2 separate regions of the Anas platyrhynchos genome follow, and region 1 is linked to region 2. The links are chromatin contacts, called in public Hi-C maps. All regions are on one chromosome and are shown on one strand. Each heading gives the region's core, a stretch centred on a gene start, on an enhancer-like site or on the middle of the called end of the contact. The rest is flanking DNA. Distances are from core to core; before and after follow the strand shown. Region 1 overlaps PREX1 (phosphatidylinositol-3,4,5-trisphosphate dependent Rac exchange factor 1). Region 2 holds the start of ARFGEF2 (ARF guanine nucleotide exchange factor 2).

Evidence for each region. Hi-C and Micro-C count contacts between places; a contact is called where the count stands out from the background.
Region 1: a contact with region 2 is called in a Hi-C map of skeletal muscle, with 6 times the contacts expected there. The contact joins the enhancer-like site here to the promoter of ARFGEF2 in region 2. A contact is called at or near these places in 5 of 8 Hi-C or Micro-C datasets (F1 follicle, liver, skeletal muscle and 1 more).

What each region holds. Positions count from the first base shown.
Region 1 is chr21:3,597,422-3,602,027 of IASCAAS_PekinDuck_T2T, forward strand. It overlaps PREX1 (phosphatidylinositol-3,4,5-trisphosphate dependent Rac exchange factor 1), which reads left to right. Exons shown (of 40, transcript XM_027473201.3): 29 at 188-278; 30 at 2,020-2,148; 31 at 2,601-2,642; 32 at 4,425-4,606. Among named protein-coding and RNA genes, the nearest start is that of PREX1, 160 kb to the left of the region's middle. Within about 2 kb of position 3,005, at least 1 of the 8 cell types and tissues checked has an H3K27ac peak or open chromatin away from gene starts, as enhancers often do. A contact at or near this core is called in subcutaneous adipose tissue, where this site is marked.
Region 2 is chr21:3,407,397-3,412,352 of IASCAAS_PekinDuck_T2T, forward strand. ARFGEF2 (ARF guanine nucleotide exchange factor 2) reads right to left here and starts at 1,769. Exons shown (of 39, transcript XM_072026616.1): 1 at 1,681-1,769.

The sequences.
Region 1 (4,606 bases), core at 1,755-4,254, 190 kb after region 2:
GAATGTTACATTCAGTGTGGGGCTCTTGAGGTTCAGGGTTATAGAGCCTTAATGCTATTTGTTAATGAAGGGGAAATTACTCCAAAATACAAATAGTGTAATGACTTCAGCATTTTTCCAGAAGAGTTCTGTTCAGATTTTCTTCCACAAGCCATTCTAATGCTGACTGAAAATATTTCTACTGTAGGTTGATGCAATCAATGCACTTCTAAAAGGATCAGCAATAACTAAGGCCTTTGAAGAAACCAAGCACTTTCCAATGGACCACAGTTTGCAAGGTAAAGAAAAAGGTTGAATATATTTAGTAATGCACTTTTCTAAGACTTAAGGGATTAGCATGAATGTACACATGCCATATGGCCACACAGAGTTATTAACTGTGGATCTATCCAGTTTTATGTTATGAGAAGGACTTGGTGATCCTTGTGGGTCCCTTCCAACTTGGGATATTCTGTGACTCTAATGGGAAGTGCCATGTCTGGCCACAGAAATTTTGCATCTTTAAAAGGTCATTTTTACATGAATTCCGACTAAAACAAACAAAACATTTTTCTGTTATATGCTACTGAATCCTTATAGCTCTTTCACAAGTCTCCAGATTCATCCTTTGATGTGAACACAGAGATGTATCTCAAAAGGTACAAGGTAGAGATATGTCAGATATAAGGTAAACTAACACTGAGAAGCTGATGAGGGGCTGTCCCCTGTACATCTGAGGCACCAAAAGTTTCTGCCTGAGTTTGCTTAATTCTGCTTTTCTTCAGAGATGGGTAATAGAGTAAATTCATCCTTGCATGACACTTATTTTGAAAACTGATTCCCATAGAGAGCAAACAAATTATACCCTGTTTTCTTTTCCTCAGGGAGTATGATGAGACTTTTGTCTTTATGTTTTTGAGGCCCATTATGTGGTTTCTTCTGTCACTGAAATACACAAGGCTTTAGTTTCTGAACATTTTCTGCATTTCCTTTCCCACTTGAAATGTGAACTGCTTCCTGCTATTCTAATATACTTCAGGTGCTGTAGTCATGGGCTTCCCAACCTTTCACAAACTCTGTTTTTAAGTTACAGTGGCAAACTAAAGTAGAGTTTCTTTCTTCTTCTTTTTCTTTTTAGTTTCTATGAAGTTGTTTTACATGAACTCATCTTTACAAACACATTTACACTTACATTGATTATCTGTTAGTCTTTCCATGCACTGTTGGAATAAAATGAGGAAATAACAGACACTCTGTGTTCACTTCCTTCATTTTATTTTGCTTAAATGGAGTTTCATTTATTACAACTAGATTAATTGCACTGGGAGAGTCTTTAGGTTACCTCAAGTTAACTGATGATGGCACATTCATCACACTAAGGAACAGACAAGCCCTGCTTATGTCTGGAATACCTGGACCAAAGTGTCTCTTCAACAGCTACCATAGATTCCTTTCAGTGACAAATGCTGTCCCAGTTCTGTTCATAAGCAGTTATTTGGCACTGTGTTTCTGTCTGCGTACACATTTTATTGCCAACAATGGGCTTTTTGGCTTAGCTACATAGTAAAGTCATGAAAAATAGATCCCCTGTTCTGTAATTAAATAATTAGCTGACATCAGGTGAAAGAAAGCAGAATATTTCATAACTTCTCATTAGTATTATGGGATGTGAATGCTGCAGCCAAAAAGCTGATCTGATTCTGCACAGCCCCAAACTTTAGATACAGTATGCAAGCTAGAATATCAAATATGAGTCACAGAAAACAGAAGGTAATTCTGTGCTATGTGAGTAGTACAGACCTCCCTTCAGCGTGCACATCACTCAGGTACACACCTTTTAGTTCACAGTCCTGTAAACAATGCTGGGAGACTGCTGATGATTAGATTATAGGAGTAGTCTTTATTTTTTCCCCATCTGCATTAGATCTACTTAAGAACCTCTTTCATTCACAGTTTTTGCTACTGATACTCAAAATCAAAAGCCACTCTCAGCTATATAGCATTTCCTCAATGCCCAACAAACTGCATTATTTTTTTAAGAATTTAAGCAGAAGGAAGAAACCACAGTGAGGTGCCGGAATAATATTCAAGCCAGCATTCAAGAAGATCCATGGAACCTTCCATTGCGCATCAAGAACCTTGTTGAAATCATACAAAAACATGTAGAAGGTCAGTAAATGGGGAAAAGTTTGGTATCAGATAGCCCTGATCTAATCGAGTCTAGCAGTTCCATTTATCATTTTATATTAATTTGTAACAACACTGTACTGGGCTCTAAAGAAGAACAGGGAAAATAGTCCTAAACCTGGTTGAACTGGAAGAGGATAGCTGAATCCGATGTTTACACTCAGTGCAAAGCACTGGGCAGCAGTCACCTCCTCCAGGATTCATCCACACATGCAATTTGTTTCCAATAATTCCTGGTAGTTAATGGAGCATTTAGCTTGTAAAATTTTTTGATTTACACCTTGTTTGATTTTCTGTCATTAAAATATCTGTGAAAGTACTACTATAGTACATAGAAATAACCATGCATGGGATGAGGACACTGTTAATTAAATATAATCAAATCTACCTTGTCATCATGTTGATTTGCGCCTTCCTTTTCTTCACTGTTTTAGATGGGAAGAATCAACTGCTTTTGGCCTTGTTAAAATGCACAGGTAAGAGGTATCATTTTGTTGCAATACATTGTATATACATGGTCCCACCAGAACATTTTGTGAATGCATGTGCATACATCTAAGTAGTATTTCCCTTGCATTTAGCTTTAGTCCTGGCATTTTATGCAAACATTTCTTGTGTTCTGCATCTTTGGCGGACTTTTCATGCATCTGACATCTGTTCTTCAATTTACATTGCTTCAGTTACGGTGTAGGCTGCTGTGTCACCTGGCTTGCCATTGATTTTGCACAAGCACTGTTTTTCTGTCTTCCTTTTTTCTTTTGTACAACCCCCATTCCCAGATGGCTTTTACTGTTTCCTGCTGTGGTGAGAACATGCAGCAAAAATGAGACCTATTGCACAACTGTCTGTGAGACCATGGACACTGACATCTTTCTAAACAGAGCAGGCATGTTAGGGATTTGGGACTGTGTATACTGAAATTACAGCCAGGAGGATACTAAGAACCTAAATGTGCAGGCAGCTCCTAAAACCACTGTGGATAGACACCATTAATCTGTTACCATGCACAAAACGTTGTACTCACAGATCAAGTGACAGGTTGTTCCCAGGAGTGAATGTGCTGTCTTTTTATAATTTAAATATCTGCGTGGTGTATTTTTGTTTGAAAATGAGGTAATAAATAACTGCACTAGGCTGTCATTATTTCACTGTGCCAGCTTGATTCTCATGTTTTCGTAGAATGAAAATATTAGATTAGCACGGCTCTAAATCACCTCTGTGCTCCTGCTAGGCCTGGTCCGTGAGTCTGTCAAAACCAGCCTGCAGTGGCAGTCTAGTGTCCATAAAAGCTGCTTGTAATGACAATAGCTATACTGAGTCCATAAGTGTTTACCTATGCCCCATGCCCTCAGTGATTTCACCAGTATCCTCTGGAAAGAATGGAGGAGCAGATGGCACTGAACTGGCTATGCCAGCTTTAGGGCAGCAGGGATTCGCTAGCCTGAGGGCAGTTCTAAGCTCTCTTTACCTTACTTTAGCAGTTCAGTTCGTACTGCTGGAAGGGAGTGGTTGCCCTTCAGCTGAAGATAGGGCCCAGGGCCTAGACTTTATTGGTCAGTCTATTGTGGTCAGTGCTCCATAAAAATAATCCAGATCTTCAAAGCCTCTGAATGATGTCTTCAGCTTCTTTCTCTTGGGAACACTGCAGTGCCTGCTGGAGGAGCCTGGGAAGTAGCTCTTCACTTATTCATGTTCCTCTTTGGCCTACAATCCCCTTAAGTATGACGAGGTTGCTTAGACCAGCATGTGGCTGCCTGACAGCCTGACTGGAAGCAAAGTTAACACGGGAAATTCTCCCAGGAAACATAAACCAGTTGGTACCCTACTGGCAGGCCCAGTTAATGCATTAAGCATATGGGAAGCCCATGAAATACAGATGGATGAGGGGCAGATGAATCTCTAATAGCCCAGGAGAGAAGTAATGACAGAGATCCTCTTTTATGAATTCTCTTGCTTCTGTAAACATAAAAAGAAGGGAATCAGTCCAGATATGGCACTAAGGAGTTACAGCTCTTCCCAGTCAGAAGAATGAGCAAGCAGATGGCAGAGTAAAATAAAGAGTCAAGTGGCCTGGAAAATTTTCAGCAATTTTTTCCCATTGATGCTGTCTTTATCTCTATAGCCAGGGCACGGAGCAAGAAGAGATTATCTGTTATGTCTGTGCAAAGCTATAGCAGAAGTCAAATGTTATGCACACACATACTACAATAGCAGTGAGTATTCTCATGACTTTGTGCATCTCTCCTCTTCTCTTGCAGATACTGAGCTACAGCTGAGGCGTGATTCCATCTTCTGCCAATCTCTTGTGGCTGCTATTTGCACCTTCTCAGAGCAGTTACTGGCTGCTCTCAACTATCGATACAACAACAATGGGGAATATGAAGAGAGCAGCAGAGATGCCAGCAGAAAATGGCTGGAACAGATAGCAGCCACTGGTGTT
Region 2 (4,956 bases), core at 519-3,018:
TTATACCTTAAAAAACTGGGAGGTAAAACAGCCCTAATCCAAAAGACAAATGCCAGTAAATGGCTATTGCATAATACTCCTCCCCTCGTATCATGGTCTTTGATGTGGTAGTAAACAAAAGGCTTCCTACTAATTTTTCAAGAAAGTTCCCTTTCTCGAAAAGTATTTATGTAGCAGACAAGCAGGTTTCCAGTCCTGTAAATGGGTTGGGTGGATGTTGGTGGGAAGTCAGGAAAGGGAAGTAGTAAAAATAATCTCTGTTGCTCACAATGTCAACTTTAAATAATAATAAATACACTTCTATGTAGTTACCACTAGGTAGTTAGTGCCTTCAGATTTCTTCAAGGTGAGGACTGTGGGCAGGAAGATGAAAACAAAGATAAAAAACACTTTTTTTCAAGTTTGCTTTCATAATACATTTGACAAGACTTGCCTCTGCTCAGCATTCTTACTCACTCAGCCAGTCTCTCCTGTTTCAATGTTCTACATACAGTAAATACACTCAAATTAAAGGAAGAATATTAGTGCAAACCAAGTGAAACTGTAAGAGATATCTTTGCTATAAAATAAAAAGGCCACAAAGAAGTCTACCTGTGAGAGCTGTACTGCTTTACCTAGTTTTTTGCCTACATGTCATGCCATCTGCTTTCACAACTTTAACACCTAGTCCTGTACTACGAAAGGATGGATTTGCAGGTGCAGGTTTGAAGACCAGCCTACGAAGTTTGCAGAAAGTGCCTCAGTTGTGCAAGACACCACACCGTATGCGGCCGCCCCAAGTTTTCAGCCCGTCCATGAGTCAGACGGAAGGTACCGGGGAATGCCAGGCCCGGGACAGCAGAAGGGCCCCTCCAGCACCCCGTGTCCCAGCCGAAACGCTCGGGGTTGATTCCCCCCAGCTGAGTCCCGGCGGGGCAGCCCCGCGCCCCTCCCGCTTCACAGACCCCGAACAGCAGGTGGCGCCTGGGCTGCGGGGCTGTTCCCCGCCGGGACGCGCCGGGACAGCTCGAGCGGGGCCGGGAAGGGCCGGGCCGGGCAGCGGCGGCGGCTCCCGGCCCGGCGGGGGCGGACTCACCCAGCGCCACCTGGCAGGCTCTCCGCAGCTGCCCGTGCGGGGGCCGCTTGGCCTCCTTCTCGGCCAGGATCTTCTCGAGGGCCCGCGACACGAACATGCTCTTGGTGCGGGCGTCCTGCTCGCGGCCCGGGGGCTGCATGGCGGCGGGGCCAGGGCCGCCGGGGAGCTGCGCCGCGCCTCCGCCCTCAGCGGCCGCCGCCGCACCGCAGCCACGGCGCCGCCATCTTGGCGCTGTCACGTGACCCGGCCGCCCTGCCCGCCGCCCCATCGCGACTTGCGAGCCCGGCGGCAGGCGGGGCCCGGCCGGTGGAGGCCTCTGGCCGGCTGGCGGGCAAGGGGCCGTGGGGGGAGGGTGGAGGAATGGGCTCCGAGGTCGTCTGTTCCAACCGTGCCCCTCTCACCGCCATCACCCTCTAAGCCGTGTCCCCAAGCACCACGTCCAGCCTTTCTTTAGACACCCCCAGGGACGGTGACTCCACCACCTCCCTGGGCAACCCGTCCCAGTGCCTGACTGCTCTTTCTGAGCAGAAATGTCTCCTCATTTCCAGCCTAAACCTCCCCTGGTGCAACTTGAGGCCATTCCCTCTGGTCCTATCAGTAGTTACCTGTGAGAAGAGGCCGACCCCCAGCTCTCCACGCCTTTTCAGGCAGTTGCAGAGAGCAATGAGGGCTCCCCGAGCTTCCTCCAGACCAAACACCGCCAGGTCCCTCAGCTGCTCCTCACAGGACTTGTGTTCCAGGCCCTTTACCACAATAAGTGGAGTTGGCAGCCACGTCCTGCCCCTTCAGTTCCAGCAGGCTGGGTCAGCCCTGCCGAAACCAGGCTTGGTGCCTGTTATAAATTGCCCCCTTAATTAATTTTTCAGAGAGCATTGTATTAACCAGAGAAAGGAATTTACTGAGTAAGCCAACAGCAAGCAAAACAGCGCTGGGCGTCCAGGGAGTCTCGGCTCTGCCAATGGCGCGCACCTCACCCCCGCCAGGGTCCCTTTTTATATCTCGGTAATTCCGGGATTACGCAGCACATCCTGGTATATTCTGCGACTGCGCGCATTGTTGCTAGGGGGTCATCTCTGTCCCTCTGGTGGTCGTGAAGATGAAGGCCGTAGTCTTCCTCGGCGTTGTGGTTCAACTTCTTTTTTTTATTTGGTCATGTTGGCCCAGCGTGAGACAGGAAGGCAGGATGTTGATACACTAGTTTAGCAACTGATCAGGAGATGGTTACATGAGCTTTGCAGCAGTGTCTCTGAACAAAAGAGGCAACTGAGATGCAGAAGGAGAGAAGGGGAGGGGGTTCTCTTTTTTGTTACATTAAGCAAAAGAATTTTCATAGTGTCTAGCCAAGCATTATACAGCTCCTTACTTCAGCAGGGAGCTTTTGCAACTCCTGCTCCTCAAACAGAACTCCTTGTTTTTTATAATACAAAAGACAATGAACAAACATTTATGGTGTATTACAGTGCCCATCCGCGCTTTTTTAAAACCCGTCCTCTTGGCATGTCCCTGGGAGTTGCGTCCCCCAAATGTGTTGGGTGTCGGGTGATTTCACTAGCAGGACACCCCAAATGCAAGCACTGTTATTGCTGCAATAGTTGCATTGATTGTGTTGGAATTGTGACTGAAAGAAGGTCATGTTAATACAATACTCCTCATTTTTATAACGCTTTTAATCTGAGCATCCCAGTGTTTCCGCTATCGCTGATAACTTCCACAGAACAAGGCCTGTGAAGAGACACTAAGAATATAGATGTTTCAAAGACCCAAAGTCATGTTAAAGATGAATCATTAAAAAATAAATTTCACGTCCCATAAATTTAGTATCCATTTATAACCCGATGCCCAATTGTTTCTTCTCCTTTTATCCATCGCCCTATGCAGTAGGGTGTCTTATTCCCCAAATCAAATTCTGGACTCCTTGAAAGCCAGTATAATCTATGGAAATAATCTGCAGAGATAAATTACTCATTTGATGCCCTCCTTTAGCAACTTGCAACCATCACTAGCATGCAGTCACCTCTTCCACATCCCTCCACAATGGGCTTAATCAAATTAAGACAGCAATATCTAACTAAGAATACAGGGACCTATTAGATTGTCTATACTGTGATTTTATTTCTCAAACACTGGCATTCTTATCTTTTAAAATGTCATTAATAGACACTTAGCATTGTCAAATTCTACAATATTTGTCTAAAAAGCATTAACGAAGGGTCCAACCATAAACGCCTGTGTGCAGCATTCATAGTATTACTTCATGTGGAAAATGGGCAGGTGCTATGTGACCAACTCTACTGTCCAGAGGTTTGTGTGGACTGGCTACATGGAGCTGAGGACTCTACTTACATGGAAAACTATGAGTTAGATTATAGGAAATCAGACATGATGAAGGTGGACAAGAACAGGGGGAAGTGCCCCTATCTGGAAACAGTTTTTAAAGCTACTAGCTAAAGACTTGGGTTTTCCCAGGAAATCAGCAGTTCCAATGTGGCTGTGATAAGAGTACAATTTTGTGGTTTGTCATTAAGTCACAAATTGTCAGGGTGTAACTACCTCAAAAACCTCCTAGTTATATCTGTTCTCTTGGCAATAATAGTGTGTTCAGCCTCTTCTAGTATGAGCAAATGCACCATGTAATAAATGTGAGACAATGTTGGAAGGTTAAAGTCCTTCTGAGCGTTTATCAGCTGAAGCTGTCATTAGGCAACTGACTTGAACTTTCCTCCACATTAAGTGATTAGTACAAGTTTAGAATGGATCACTATTCCATGTCAGAATCACAGAAATGCAGGGCTGGGAAGGTCTTCAACAGATCATTTAGTACATCTCCAAGCATTAAGACAGAATGCTGCCTCTTACTGAACAGCTCCAGTAAAGGAGATTGAATAGCATTTCAGTTTGTTGCCTTCAGTGTTTCACTAATTATGCAGTTAGGAAATTCCTAACATCTGGTCTGGATGTTAACTGCTATCCATTAGCAGATGGATGGACTCTATATCATAGAGATAGGAATAACAGAAAAATAGAGACAAATAACATAGAAATCAGAGTATTGAGTGATTATTATTATTATTATTATTGAATTTGCATATTTCCAGATTGTGACTAGGGTTTGGATTTTGTTTTCTATCAAAAGCCTGGTTGTTCCTAATTTTTTTTTATTTTTATTTTTTAATTTCTGGTCTCTTATACAGAAGATGTTCATCCCTGTAATCATATAGGTATGCTGACTTCACTCTTGTAGCCTCAGTAACGTAATTGTTTTTACACTGAGGAGATTTCATCCATTTCATCCTTACACTGCATGCTGATAGTCTGTGTGTTAATTTCATTGCACAATACAGTGAAATCAGATAGCCTATGCTTCTTTAGTAACAACTAACTCCAATAAAAATTTTGAAAAATGCAACGAATTTCAGAATGCTGAGATAGACCATATTTTTCCTGGTGTTTTCCTATCAGGATTCAGTATGGTATTATTTTAAAATAGAATGAACTGGGCAATCATTGTCTATATTTGCTATTTATTTTTCCAAGTATGTTGCAGATGTAAAGGTGCAGGGCTTTAAGTCATTACATGGTCTAGTATTTGGTTTGGAGTATCTAGTTCCATGAAATATGCCATAATATCCTTTGGCTTCTAAACATCTTAAAGTTTTAAACCATATTTGTATATCTCTGTATGTCTGTGATCACTTAAGTGTTACATTTCTGAGCTTATCACCTTGGGCATCAAGTGGTTGAGACAGTTTACATGCCAGGTCGATGAATTCATTTGCATTAAAGACCTAAATACAGGTAGCATTATGGGTTTTAATTGTACTTTTCAGACCTTGTTCCCAAAATGCAAAGTCTGAGAAATATGCTTTTCAGGTTTATATTCA